Linked DNA regions of Rattus norvegicus: region 1 is linked to region 2. A link is a contact called in public Hi-C data. All regions are on one chromosome and are shown on one strand. The core of a region is the stretch at or near the end of the contact, and the rest is flanking DNA. Distances in the headings are between cores, read along the strand shown. Region 1 holds the start of Cnksr3 (Cnksr family member 3). Region 2 overlaps Ipcef1 (interaction protein for cytohesin exchange factors 1).

The links. Hi-C and Micro-C count contacts between places; a contact is called where the count stands out from the background.
Region 1: a contact with region 2 is called in a Hi-C map of the A7r5 cell line, with 5 times the contacts expected there. The contact joins the promoter of Cnksr3 here to the enhancer-like site in region 2. A contact is called at or near these places in 3 of 12 Hi-C or Micro-C datasets (the A7r5 cell line, the Rat2 cell line and Schwann cells).

Annotation. Positions count from the first base shown.
Region 1 is chr1:45,992,322-45,998,523 of GRCr8, reverse strand. Cnksr3 (Cnksr family member 3) reads left to right here and starts at 1,603. Exons shown (of 13, transcript NM_001012061.1): 1 at 1,603-2,173. The coding sequence starts at 2,122.
Region 2 is chr1:45,793,479-45,799,341 of GRCr8, reverse strand. The region is part of intron 1 of Ipcef1 (interaction protein for cytohesin exchange factors 1); the gene reads left to right. It also overlaps a transcript of Oprm1 not described here. Among named protein-coding and RNA genes, the nearest start is that of Ipcef1, 61 kb to the left of the region's middle. Within about 2 kb of position 1,436, at least 5 of the 93 cell types and tissues checked have an H3K27ac peak or open chromatin away from gene starts, as enhancers often do. A contact at or near this core is called in the A7r5 cell line, where this site is marked.

The sequences.
Region 1 (6,202 bases), core at 354-2,853, 200 kb before region 2:
GTGATCCAGGAGTTATATGGCCAGATTCATAGTCTATCAACTTAGTTATTGTTGTGTCCCCTTTCGTAGGCAGCACTGTTTTGTAGATGAGTTACTTGCTTGGTCATCCTAATCATATAGTTGTTTTCAAAACTGTAGGCATAGTTCCCACTGTGCAAAGGTCAAGACGGTTCTTCACTCTGGAGGCCATTAAAGATGGTTAAGGAAAGACAGGTGTCAAAGATCATTTCTTCCTTTTTTTTTTTTCTTCTGTTTTTCGGAGCTGGGGACCGAACCCAGGGCCTTGTGGTTGCTAGGCAAGCGCTCTACCACTGAGCTAAATCCCCAACCCCGATCATTTCTTTAAAAGAGGGCAAATACCAGGAATCTTCTCAAAGTCTTTGTCAAGTTTCTGGGTTGGGTAATTAATTACTTTTGTTTAAAAAAATCGCTATTTTTGGTACTTGTATGTCTTTTGTTGCATAGACAAATTGCACAGGAGGGCTAAGACAGTTTGTACACTATACACCCAGAACGCTCACTGTACAACAGAGATCTGGGTACTAGTGGCGAGTCTCACGTGTAATAAAGAACACCTATCCTAACAGAGCAAATAGGAACGCAGTGTTTAGAACAGGGGAGGCAACTGCAGGCATTTACTGAATGAATAAACACTCCCTTACGCCAGAAGCTAAGCAGTTGGAAGAGGAAGAACAGATCCAGCTCAATATACCCAAATACCAAGCAGCCTCTTCCTTGGATAGGGTTAATAGTAGCCAAGGGGAAGATGGGAATCAATAACTATAATTGAAAGAAGACTCACTAGGGGCCCTAAGAGTGTCTGCTTGTGTGTGGGAGGGAAAGCAAGGAGGGCAGGAGGGAGGTAAACACAGGTTATAGGGTTTTCCCCAGACCGGTGCCCTGTTTCCAAATTGAGGCTTGCAGTACAGAAAGGGTTTTCCTTCTCTTGTCAGAGACTGAAACTGGATAAGGTTCTGTTTTTTCTTTCTTTTCTTTTTGGCTCACTGACAAATTTCGCCTTAGGGTTAATGACTAATCTGAATCGAGCATTAGGTCATTTTGAAAATATGACTATTGCATTATGGCAAAACACAACTCGAAGAGCTGCCGTTCTAGTGTTATTAGAGCGAAGAGTTGATACAATGTAGCGGCCTTGAGAGCAGTGGTATACCGCCGTCCTTTTGTCCAAAGCACAACTGGCCTACTTTAGGAAACTTAAAAGACCCCTGAATGGCTAAATGAGATAGCGACTTGACGCTTTTAAAACAAGAACGTACACATCTCCAACCAAGAAACAAAGAAAAAAAACTGTTTACAGGATTCAGATGGTTCGGCTGCCACTAAACTGGGACCTCTTGGGAGCCAAGCGGCTCTCCAGGACTCCAGCAGCAGCTACAGCTCACTCCTTGAAAAGGAAAAGTAGAGCCGGGGAGTCCCAAGCTGGGATGCAGGAGGGAAAGCAATTGGAGTCCGCGTCATCGCGGCCCCGCCCCTCCCACGTGTTGCTCCCACTCGGCTCCGCCCCCTCCCACGTGTTGCTCCCGCTCCGCTCCGCCCCCGCTCTTATTCCGGGAGCAGCGAGCGGAGCAGAAACTTTGCTACCCGAGCGCGCAGGCTCTGCGTTTTTCCCCTCCCGGGCGGCCCGCGACGGTGGCGCAGGAGGTGGGACCCGCTGGCGGGAAGGCTCGAGGCACCGGCGCACGCGGAGTGAGGACCTCGGGAGCGGACACAGCTCGCAGGGGCTGCGGAGGGCCAGCCGACCTAGAAGTTCCCGGCCAGGAGAGTTCCACGCCTGAGCAGCCCCGGGCCTGGGGTCTGAGGTTGCAATCTTGCGCCCGCTGCTGCGGTGGTCACGGAGAAGCAGCTGTATCCCAGAGCTGCGTGGGGGAGAACTGCAGCTGGACGGCGGTAGCTGCGGGGAGCAGCCGTACCGGACACAGCTGTCCCGTACGTAGGGACCCAGGGCCGCACTCCCCTCGCTGAGCCGCTGCGCGATGGCTGGCTGACTGCGGCCATGCAGGCTTGAGCGGACGCCCGGGACACGCAAGGGACAACTGCGGGCGCAAGTTTCAGGACTCCGCCGTCGACTCCCCAGCCCAGCGGGTAGAGAAGCATCTTACCATGGAGCCCGTGACCAAGTGGAGCCCCAAACAAGTGGTGGACTGGACTAGAGGTGAGCGGGCCGTGAAGGACCCCGGCGTCCTGCAGCCGGGGAGCTGGGGCGGGCCAAGAGTTGGGCACTGGGGTGCTCGGCCCCTCCTGCGGGCGACAAAGCAAACTTCTGCGGAGCGGCTTATGCGCCCCTTTCTGATGCGCCTGCTCCGATCGTTTTCTTTTCGTGGGGGTGCGCGTTGTGTGCAGTCGACGGGACACCCATATTTAAGCCAGGGAGTTATATAGGATGGGAAGATCGCCTGGGAATGTGGGACTAGGGATTTGGCGCCAGGGTACTCACTGCTCTGTTCCGGTACGGTGCCCGAGACTTCTGCCTGTCGTTAAACGCAGAGGCACAAGGCGTCTTTGTGTGGGTGACTGCCCCTGGATCTAGTAAAGGTTGCGGGCCAGAAGCAATCCGCGGGCGTGACCCGGCAGATGGGCAGGTAGACCAAGACTCCTGCGGCCAGCCTAGCCTGTTTGTTTGGGTTGGAGAGGGCGAACTGGCTTTCGCGCCTGTGAGAACCTTAGCGCCAGGACTCCCGCAGAGGCAGGGACTCAGCTCTGAAGGTGCCAGGACCCCCAAGGGCGCAGCATTTGAGGCCAGTTAAGCACCGAGAGGGAGCTGAGGGTCTTGCATACAGTCCGGTTCTGTACAGTTCTTGGGAAGAGGAAACCAGTGGGTGCTGGGCGGTGCAGCAGGAGTGGAAGTGTCCCTGTTACTTTATCTTGTCTCTCATGATTGCTAGGGACAGTTGCCAGAGGTACTCAACTCTCTTTGTCCTCACCCTTTCGTGAAATCAACCACTGGAGTCTCAGGGGTCCCACTTCCTCACTTCAACATCTGTTTCAAGTTATCCAGACCCCCCCCCCCACCCCGCGGTTCCCCCCCCACCCCCCCGCTGGTCTTCCAGGTGAAGAATAAGTCACAGGAGTTGTAGTGTGCTTCACACTTGGCTAACTGCTCTGTCTTTGTCCATCTCCGCAGATGTGAAGTAGGTGATGCCGGTGTGTTCAGGTCATCTTTCAGACTGCCCTACCCATGGCTGTGGCACAGTGGAAACCCCATCCTGTCATTTCTCAAGCCAGAGTCATATATAGGTCACTGGAAGGGGCTGTCCCAGCAGTGAAGTGTCTGGTGTATGTCCCATTATCCCTGGCTCCTCCGGAGGAAAACACAGAATACTGTCTTAGGAAGTAGTTTTTCCATTGTCCAGACTTTCCAGGACTCTCAAAAGTAAAGTCATGGTGAAAAGAGTGAATACATTGGCCCTGGTGACACTGGCTGGGTGAGCAGTAAACCACACGGTTAGCAGCAGTAGACAAGTTATTTTAAGCCCGTTCCCTTAACTTGAGTGTAACTTGTACTGAAGACAGTACCAGGTGCTCTGGCTAGCTTGCTGAGATGAAGCAGATGGCGTGTGTGACTGTACCACCACCATTGAGGGGTCCTCAGAGCCTGCTGAGCCAGTAGCTACATTTCCTCTCAAGTCCTTGACCTGTGGCTAATCATAATTGCCAGGTACTGCGTATGCAATGCCCAGGGTGTTTGAAGAATCGGTGTGAAGGAGTAGAAAATATTAACACTTTTCATACTTATTGCGTATCGACGAGATGGTATTTTGAATAAAAATTACTACTAAAATGAATTCCAGCCATTTACTTTTTATTTTCTTAATTATGGCCTCTACAGTTTGTGGTAACATGGCTCAGGCTTGTGGCCCACGTTCTCTTTCTGTTGTATGGTACTGTTCTAGTCTCATGAAGAGGTGACAGAGGATCATGCTGGCTTTCCTGTGGCTCTGCCAGACTTGATAAGGTAATAGAAAAGTGGTAACAGGCACATAGGAGATAGACAGACAGGCAGACCTCAGATAGGCAGACCTCTCTCTTCCTTTTGTTTTTCCCTTCATCTTCTCTTAGATGGAAAGAAAATGTTAATTCTCATCCTATTATTATTATTGACTTAAAAGGAAGAAATGTTGTTAAATATTGGCCTTATGGCTTGGTTGAGGTTGCTTTCATTTAGAAAAACTTTTTTTTTTAAAGATTTATTTATTTATTTGTGTTTTTTTTAAAGATTTATTTATTTATTATATATGAGTACACTGCCGCTGTCTTCAGACACACCAGAAGAGGGCATCTGATCCCATTACAGATGGTTGTGAGCCACCATGTGGTTGCTGGGAATTGAACTCATGACCTCTGGAAGAGCAGTCGGTGCTCTTAAACACTGAGCCATCTCTCCAGCCCCTAGAAAAACTTTTGTGCTGCCCTGAAGGAGAGCAGCCTGGCCCTGAGTGGCTCAGGACCCTGGATGCTCACTCTTTTTAGGTTACATATCTGTGGTGGCACTTGGTAGCATCCTAGGAAGACCTGGATACTTCGTGTTAGAATCTTCAAACAAACAAGCAAACAAACAAGCAAACAAAGGGTGGGAATACTTGCTGAATTCTTGAATGGCAAGAGGCCATGTTCTCCCAGATTGCATGATCTATTAAGTGAAGGTTTCTTGCTATCATGTTGCACAGGTATTGACCTTGTGAGCTTAGCAGGTTGTTTTTAGCTGTCTCGCTAGTCAGGCCCTGCTCTCTCTTTATGACTACGTCCCCCAGGAAAAGCAGCTTGTCATGTAGATAGATGTTGCCCCTCTTGCTCTTCTGTGGCTGTGGCAGTTAGGAGCACTGTCAAAAGCATCAGCTATAATCAGCTACAACAACAGCGTGTGCGCTTGTGTAAATATTACAAGAGTCATGCTAAGAAAGAATGCACTGTGCTGGATAAACACACCCATCTGGCTTTTACTATTAACTTTTGGCTACATCGTCGCCAGCTTTACCATGATATGAATAGATGCCTAGTAAATATTGACAGTCTCAGGTGCAGGGCTGGGTATCGGGCAAGCATTGGCTCATGTAATGGATACTATCACCTTTGAGGCAGGAGCTGCCATTTCACTCGCCACTTGGGGAAACCGAGGCACAGAGATGATAAACTTGTGACACCCAGCCACTTGGTGAACAGTATTTGAACGAAGTGCTTAGATGCTGTTTTATACATTTTCCCAGGATTTCCTTCCCAGGGCAATGCAGATAACACACCAAGACTCTTCAGCACACTTAGGAGTAGGCACACACTGTTCTCATGATGTAATTTATTAATACCCTGTGTTAGTGAAAGAGCGCCATCAGCCTACAAGTATTTTATGCTACATGGTCTCTCTGTGTCAGAAAGAATATATGAGATGAATGCCTACTTCATGGTACCCGTCCAGCCAAACAACTTGGCTAATGGTGTTTTCTTTCCTCGTCCTCGTCCTCGTCCTCGTCCTCCTCCTCCTCCTCCTCTTTTTTTTTTTTTTTTTTTGCAAATTTTATAGCATGTAGAGGCAGCCCCACAACAGAAAACCAGTGGGTTAGGCAACTGTGAGTTTTAGTTTTTTCTTGTATAAGAGTGAGGTTGGGCAGCCCAGGGGCTTCTGCCATCCTGGCCTCATGCGGTATATATGCGGTGTATGTGCGGTGTATGTGCGGTGTATGTGCGGTGTATATGCGGTGTATCATGTGCTGTGGTACCTCAGCGTGGATGGCTGTGCTGTCCCAGGCTCTTCCTGTGTCATGCCGGAAGAACAGGCTTAATGTCAAACCCAGTGACAGCCCAGACTCCTACTCTTTAGAGAGTTCCCTGTGAAGGGCTGGAGGGGCTTAGTGGTTAAGAGCACTGGCTGCCCTTCCAGAGGACCCAGGTTCAATCTCAGCACCCACATGGCAGCTCATGATTATCTGTAACTCTAGTTCCAGGGGATCTGATACCCTCACACAGACATACGTGCAGGCCAAACAATAATGCACATTAAAAAATAGTTCCCTGTGAAACCAAGTCCAGTCTCTCTAGGCTGGAGAGGAAGCTGACTGCCTTTTGTGTTTATGTGTGGTGCTGGGAATTGAACCTAGGGCCTCATCAGTGGTAGGCAAGTGCTCTCCCACTGTGCCAGACTTTCAGTGCCCAGTTTGGGAACATTGTAGCGATAAAAAGTTGGAATGCGGTG
Region 2 (5,863 bases), core at 187-2,686:
TCTTGCCTTTTCTAGGGTATAGTATCCTTCCTTTTGTTGGAGTTTTTCATATATTATCCTTTGTAAAGTTGGATTTGTGGAAAGACATTATGTAAATTTCATTTGTCATGGAATATCTTGGTTTCTCTGTTTATGGTAATTGAGAGTTTTGCTGGATATAGTAGCCTGGGCTGGCATTTGTGTTCTTTTAGGGTCTGTATGACATCTGCCCAGAATCTTCTGGCTTTCATAGTCTCTGGTAAGAAGTCTGGTGTAATTCTGATAGGTCTGCTTTTGTTTGTTACTTGACTTTTTTCCCTTACTGCTTTTAATATTCTTTCTTTGTTTTGTGCTATTATGTGACAGGAGGAATTTCTTTTCTGGTCCAGTCTATGTAGGGCTCTGTAGGCTTCTTGTATGTTTATAGGCATCTCTTTCTTTAGCTTAGGAATGCTTTCTTCTATAATTTTGTTGAAGATATTTACTGGCCATTTGAGTTGGGAATCTTTGCTCTCATCTATACCTATTTTCCTTAGGTTTGGTCTTCTCTTTGTGTCCTGGATATTTAGGGTTAGGAACTTTTTGCGTTTTACATTTTCTTTGATTGTTGTGTAATGTTTTCTCTGTTATTTTCTGCCCCTGAAATTCTCTCTTCTATCTCTTGTATTCTGTTGGTGATGCTTGCATCTATAACTTCTGATCTCTTTCCTAGGATTTCTATGTCCAGGGTTGTCTCCCTTTGTAATTTCTTTATTAATTCTATTTCCATTTTTATATCCTGGATGGTTTTGTTCAATTCCTTCACCTGTTTGTGCTTTCCTGTATTTCTTTAAGGGATTTATGTGTTTCTTCTTTTGTGGCTTCTATCTGTTTTCCTGTGTTCTCCTGTATTTCTTTAAGGGAGTTATTTATGTCCTTAAAGTCCTCTATCATCACCATGAGATGTGATTTTTAAATCAGAATCTTGCTTTTCTGGTGCTGGAGGACCCAGGGCTTGCTGTGATGGGAGAACTGAGTTCTGATGACTCAGTAGCTTTGCTCTCTGTTGTTTAGATACTTGCCCTTGCCCTCTGCCATTTGCTTATCTCTAGTGTTAGCTGGTCCTGCTGTCTTTTACTAGAGCTTGTCCCTCCTATTAGCCTGTGAGCTTGTGAACTTAGGTGTGTCAGCACTCCTGGGAGACCAGCTCTCTCTGGGGAGAATTTGGTCATGGAGAGCTGTGACACGGGGTTATCTCTGGGATCTGGATTGCAGTTTATGAAAAAGTAGTTTGAATATTTTTTTTTAGCTGACTGGTTCCAAGAGATGGAGTTTGGGCAGCCATTAAGCTTATGAAACATCCTTAAGCTAATGTAAAAATATTGTAGTGATTTCCATCCGTAGGGGAGGTCAGTCAGCCATGGTGAAGGAAGCTTGCCCAGTCTAAACATGTGTAGTGGGAGCCAGTGATTCATATTCAGTTCTCACTCACATCTGTCTATGTTTCTCAGCCCACAACTATTTGAGTCCTTCCCAGGATTCTTAACCATAAAATGCCTGTCTAATTATTTTGACATATTCCTGCTGGGCAGTGAATGTTGTGAGTTTTGCGAGAGTGCAGTTATGAACACAGGGTTATGTTTTTCTTTAGCTGTCTTTCTCGTTGTGTCTATCAGCGTTATGTTCTAAGACCCACTTGATTTGATTTATATTACCAAGTGATTTAGGACACCAGCGGATTTTTTTCCAGAATTGAATTTCTGGGGCCAAGTCTCTTTCCTTTAATAGAGAAGCAACTTGGATCCCAAGGTCTCTTGATCTATTTTAAAATAACTTTGTGTTAAAAGCTTGTGTGCTGGTGATAAAGGGATAGATGTCCACATATGTTTTTTTATCCTTGAATATGCCTATTTTCCACAAAATATGACATTATGAATAGGAACGAGACAGCTGGGTTACAAAGCAATAAGAGACAAGCTAAAGAGACACAGAGACTGCTCCTCAAAACCAGAATTTGCAAGCTGTTTAGGTTATCTTGATGTCAGATTAACATTTGTGTGGTTATTTTTTTTTCTAGTGAACAAAATCTTTTCCTTCCTAAATTTCAGCTCAAAATTATGAAAATAGCTTCCAAAGGGGCAGAATCCAGTTTACAAAGTATTCATTGGAAATCTCAAAATCTTTTGAAGTCATTTCTGCAAATGAATATGGCATATTTTTCTTTTCTGGGAAAAAATTCTGTACTACTTTGTAGATGTAAGAAACTTGGAGAGGAAGAGTAAAGTTCTCAGCGTCCAAAAAGTTTCTTCTTCTCTGACATTTCCATTGTTATTTAGCCTGTTATCCTCTGTGAAAAACAATAGCACTGTTCCCAATAAAATCACAAAAAGGGAGTTAACTACCTTGGGTGTCAGTTTACACAGGAAAAAATCATAAACAGATCTTAACAAGAATCTCAGGAGTTTTGTTAATAATTAATAAACCACAAGGATCTCTTGGTAGATGCCTGAGGTGATACTGAAATTAACCCCCAGATCTGAGAAGCTCAGCGTAACAAACCTTTATTTCTGATTCACATGGAATGGCTAAGAAATTCAGGCAGTGTGCCAGTTGGTGAGGAGATCCCAGCCTTGGAGTCCACCCAGGATATGTGCTGAGGCAAACTCTGCCATCTTGTGGCACCATCTTGTCAGTAATTGACCTCAAGGGTTTGCCATCATGGGGAAGATAGTTTGTAGCAGGCTAACCTTCTCTGAACTGTAAGTGACATGTGTTACCTCTGCCAGGACTGTTGGCTCACACTGCCTTTCCTAACATGCAGAAAACTGAGGAAGGAGAGAAGTAGGTAGAAGCTTCAGGAGTCATTTATTCTTGGATGACATTTAAAGTTTTGCATTTACATACAACTTTCCCAAATCCTTCATGCATACCACTTCTTATACTTTACTAAGTAGCTGAGTTATTTGAATGTTTTAGTAATAATTTAATATTAAAATGGTTATTCATTTTTATTACCTGTGTGTATGGATGCAAGCTTGCATGAATTTATGTGCACCGCATGCATGAAGGAGCTGGGAGAGGGGACAGAAGAGGGCAGTGGGTTATCTGGGCCTTGAGTGGCAGGTAGTTCTGGACCCATGGTTCTCTGTAAGAGCAACTAGTGCCAGCCCCTGATTTTGCATTTTTAACTTACTGAGTTTAATAGGAACAGATTTAAAAAGGTGGATAATTGAGAAGAAAATTGTTTGTTTACTTGCACAGAGACCTGTATTTCTTAATGTTTATCCAAAGCATCTCAGTTCTATACCTTGCCAGCTTCCTTTACTGTGAGAAGTGCCTCTCCCTGTCCCTGTGATGCTGTCTGTCATAAGCTCACCTATGTGACACAAGAGCAAGCACAGGGCTCAGGGTAGAACTCATTCCTCACTAATAACAACCAAAGCTGTTATTCAACCATCAAATGGGATGGACCATGTGCCAAGCACAGTGCTTGGGTCTTAAGCCCAACAGGCAAAGCCTCTTTTACATTTTGTGCGCTTCCTTCTTTCCTTTCCTTGTGTACAAATTGTTAGGTTCAAATTCACCCTCACTTTACCACTTATAAGATTTTACATCTGCAAGAGACCATTTCCTCTAGTGAAAGCTGAACTTATTTTCAAAGTCCATATATTCTAAGGACGCCCTTCAGATAGACACAAACTTTGGGCATGGATCTGGGTGGGCTGACACATCAGATAGGGAAGAAGCCTAGGGACCCTAAGCTCTAGGTGCATAACTAAAAGCATGATCTCAGCAGTCAACCTTCTAGCTCGAACCACCCTGCCAAACTTAACCACAGAGAGAAGTGTCAGTTTGACTGCTAAGCAGGCCTTGTGTGGATCCCTGATATGGGCCATTATCAGGAACAAGGCTCCTCATCCCCTATGGCACAGATGATGAACAAGAGTTAGGACCTTTGCCTTTGACATCAGGAATAAGCCAAAGATACTTGTTGCTACTCTTCAACAATACAGTATTGCAGATGCTTGTAAGAGAATTAGACAAAGCTATGATGATTTAAAAAAAGAAGAAATTAAGACTTCCAATATTTTCAGACTATAGAATTTGGCATGTAGAATCTTAAACATGGGTAATTAAAAGTAACATGTAAACATAGAAAATTACCAAAATATGTGGTCATTACATTAAATTGAGTAATGTTTCACCATGTAAGGAATAATACGAAAACCAAATGCCCAAGAAAACACATATCTCAGAGTATATATGTTACATGTCTATGGATAAATTTACTATTCTACCTAACATCATTGGAAGCAGCTAAAGAAAGTGCAACTGAATTCAGGGGTGCCATGTCTATCAACTGAAAACCAATAGTGATTATCAACATGTTCTACCACTCTAAGGTCACAGGATATCTGCCTTGTCTTCTAGAATATTCGTCTTTCTCTGTCCATATTAAATCTATTATCAATGAGCACTTGATTTTGACATGGTTTCAGATAAGGGTCAAGTTTCAGGCTTTAAATTAATAACAATTATTCCAGTATCATGTATGGGCTGGTATGTTTCAACCAGCTAAGCTTAACCCAGGGCTACACAGGGAGATCCTGCCCCTCAGCTCCCCACCGAAATAGAAAGCCCTGCTAATAGCCATGGCTCTTAGGGCTGGAGAGAGCTAGGAAGAACTCAACAAAGATGGTACAATTCTCCAAAATGAATAGCTTAAGAAGATGCTAAGGACCAGAGATGCGTTGGAGATTAATGACTTCAGACCCTTAAGATAGAATCCCAGGTTAGAAAACAGAATACACACTCAGGTCCGGCACAAATATTTGTTTTAAAACACATGGACCTCAGAGTATTTAGTCTGACCAAAATCCATGAATTATATAAATGAATGATGACGACTTAGTTTTATATGTTTTCACTTTTATGGTGTTTGGGGTACATGCATGTGTGTACATGTATGTATTCCAGTACACACACCTGTGCATGTACTTGTGGGGACCAGAGGTCAGCTTTAGGAGACTTCCTCTACCACCTGTAATCTTATTTTTTGAGACAGGGTGCCTCATTGAACCTGGGGATCCAGTTCTGGCTAGATTGGCTAAAGGGGTCCCAGGATTTGCCTTGTCTTGACCCCACCCCTATCCCCAGTGCTGGGTTTACAGGTGAATGTCTCCATGCCCAGCTTGTACATGAAATCTGGGCATAGAGCACAGGTCTTAGCATTTGTTCCGAAGGCACTTCACAAACTGAGCCAACTCCTTGAGTTCCCATAACTTAAATGTCTGCATTCCTGGAAGCAATCACACACACACACACACACACACACACACACACACACACACACACACACGCACACACAAATATTTGGGTTAAAAGTAACTGAAATGGGAAACATTTAGATTTGATCTTTATTGAAATACATGTAAAACTTTGGGGCCATGATTGATTTTAGTGGGAAATGTGTGCTTCCGAGGTATCTACCGAATAGCTAGAAATAAGACAATTATGTTTCAGCATACAGAATTAGAGCAACAGCAAAACAGCAAAGCCAAGAAAGAAATAACCGTAACAGGGGCAGAAATCAATGTGGAAAGCTGTGGAGAAAATGAATAAGGAAAGCGGTTTCTGAGAAAACGAAATAGAGTGGAACTCCAGGAGGATAATGATGGGGAATGAAATGCAACCAAGACCGTCCAGCTGCAGCTCATAACTTGCTGCGTATTCAACTTAGAATCATTAACTTCAACAAAATCACATTTGGATATGGGTTATTAAGTAAAAATAAACCAAATGATACATGTATTAATGAATCTAATATGGACACATTGCCCACCAGTCTAGCATCTGAGAATCTATTCTGAAACGCACGTGCACATCCCAGCGCACACGCATACAT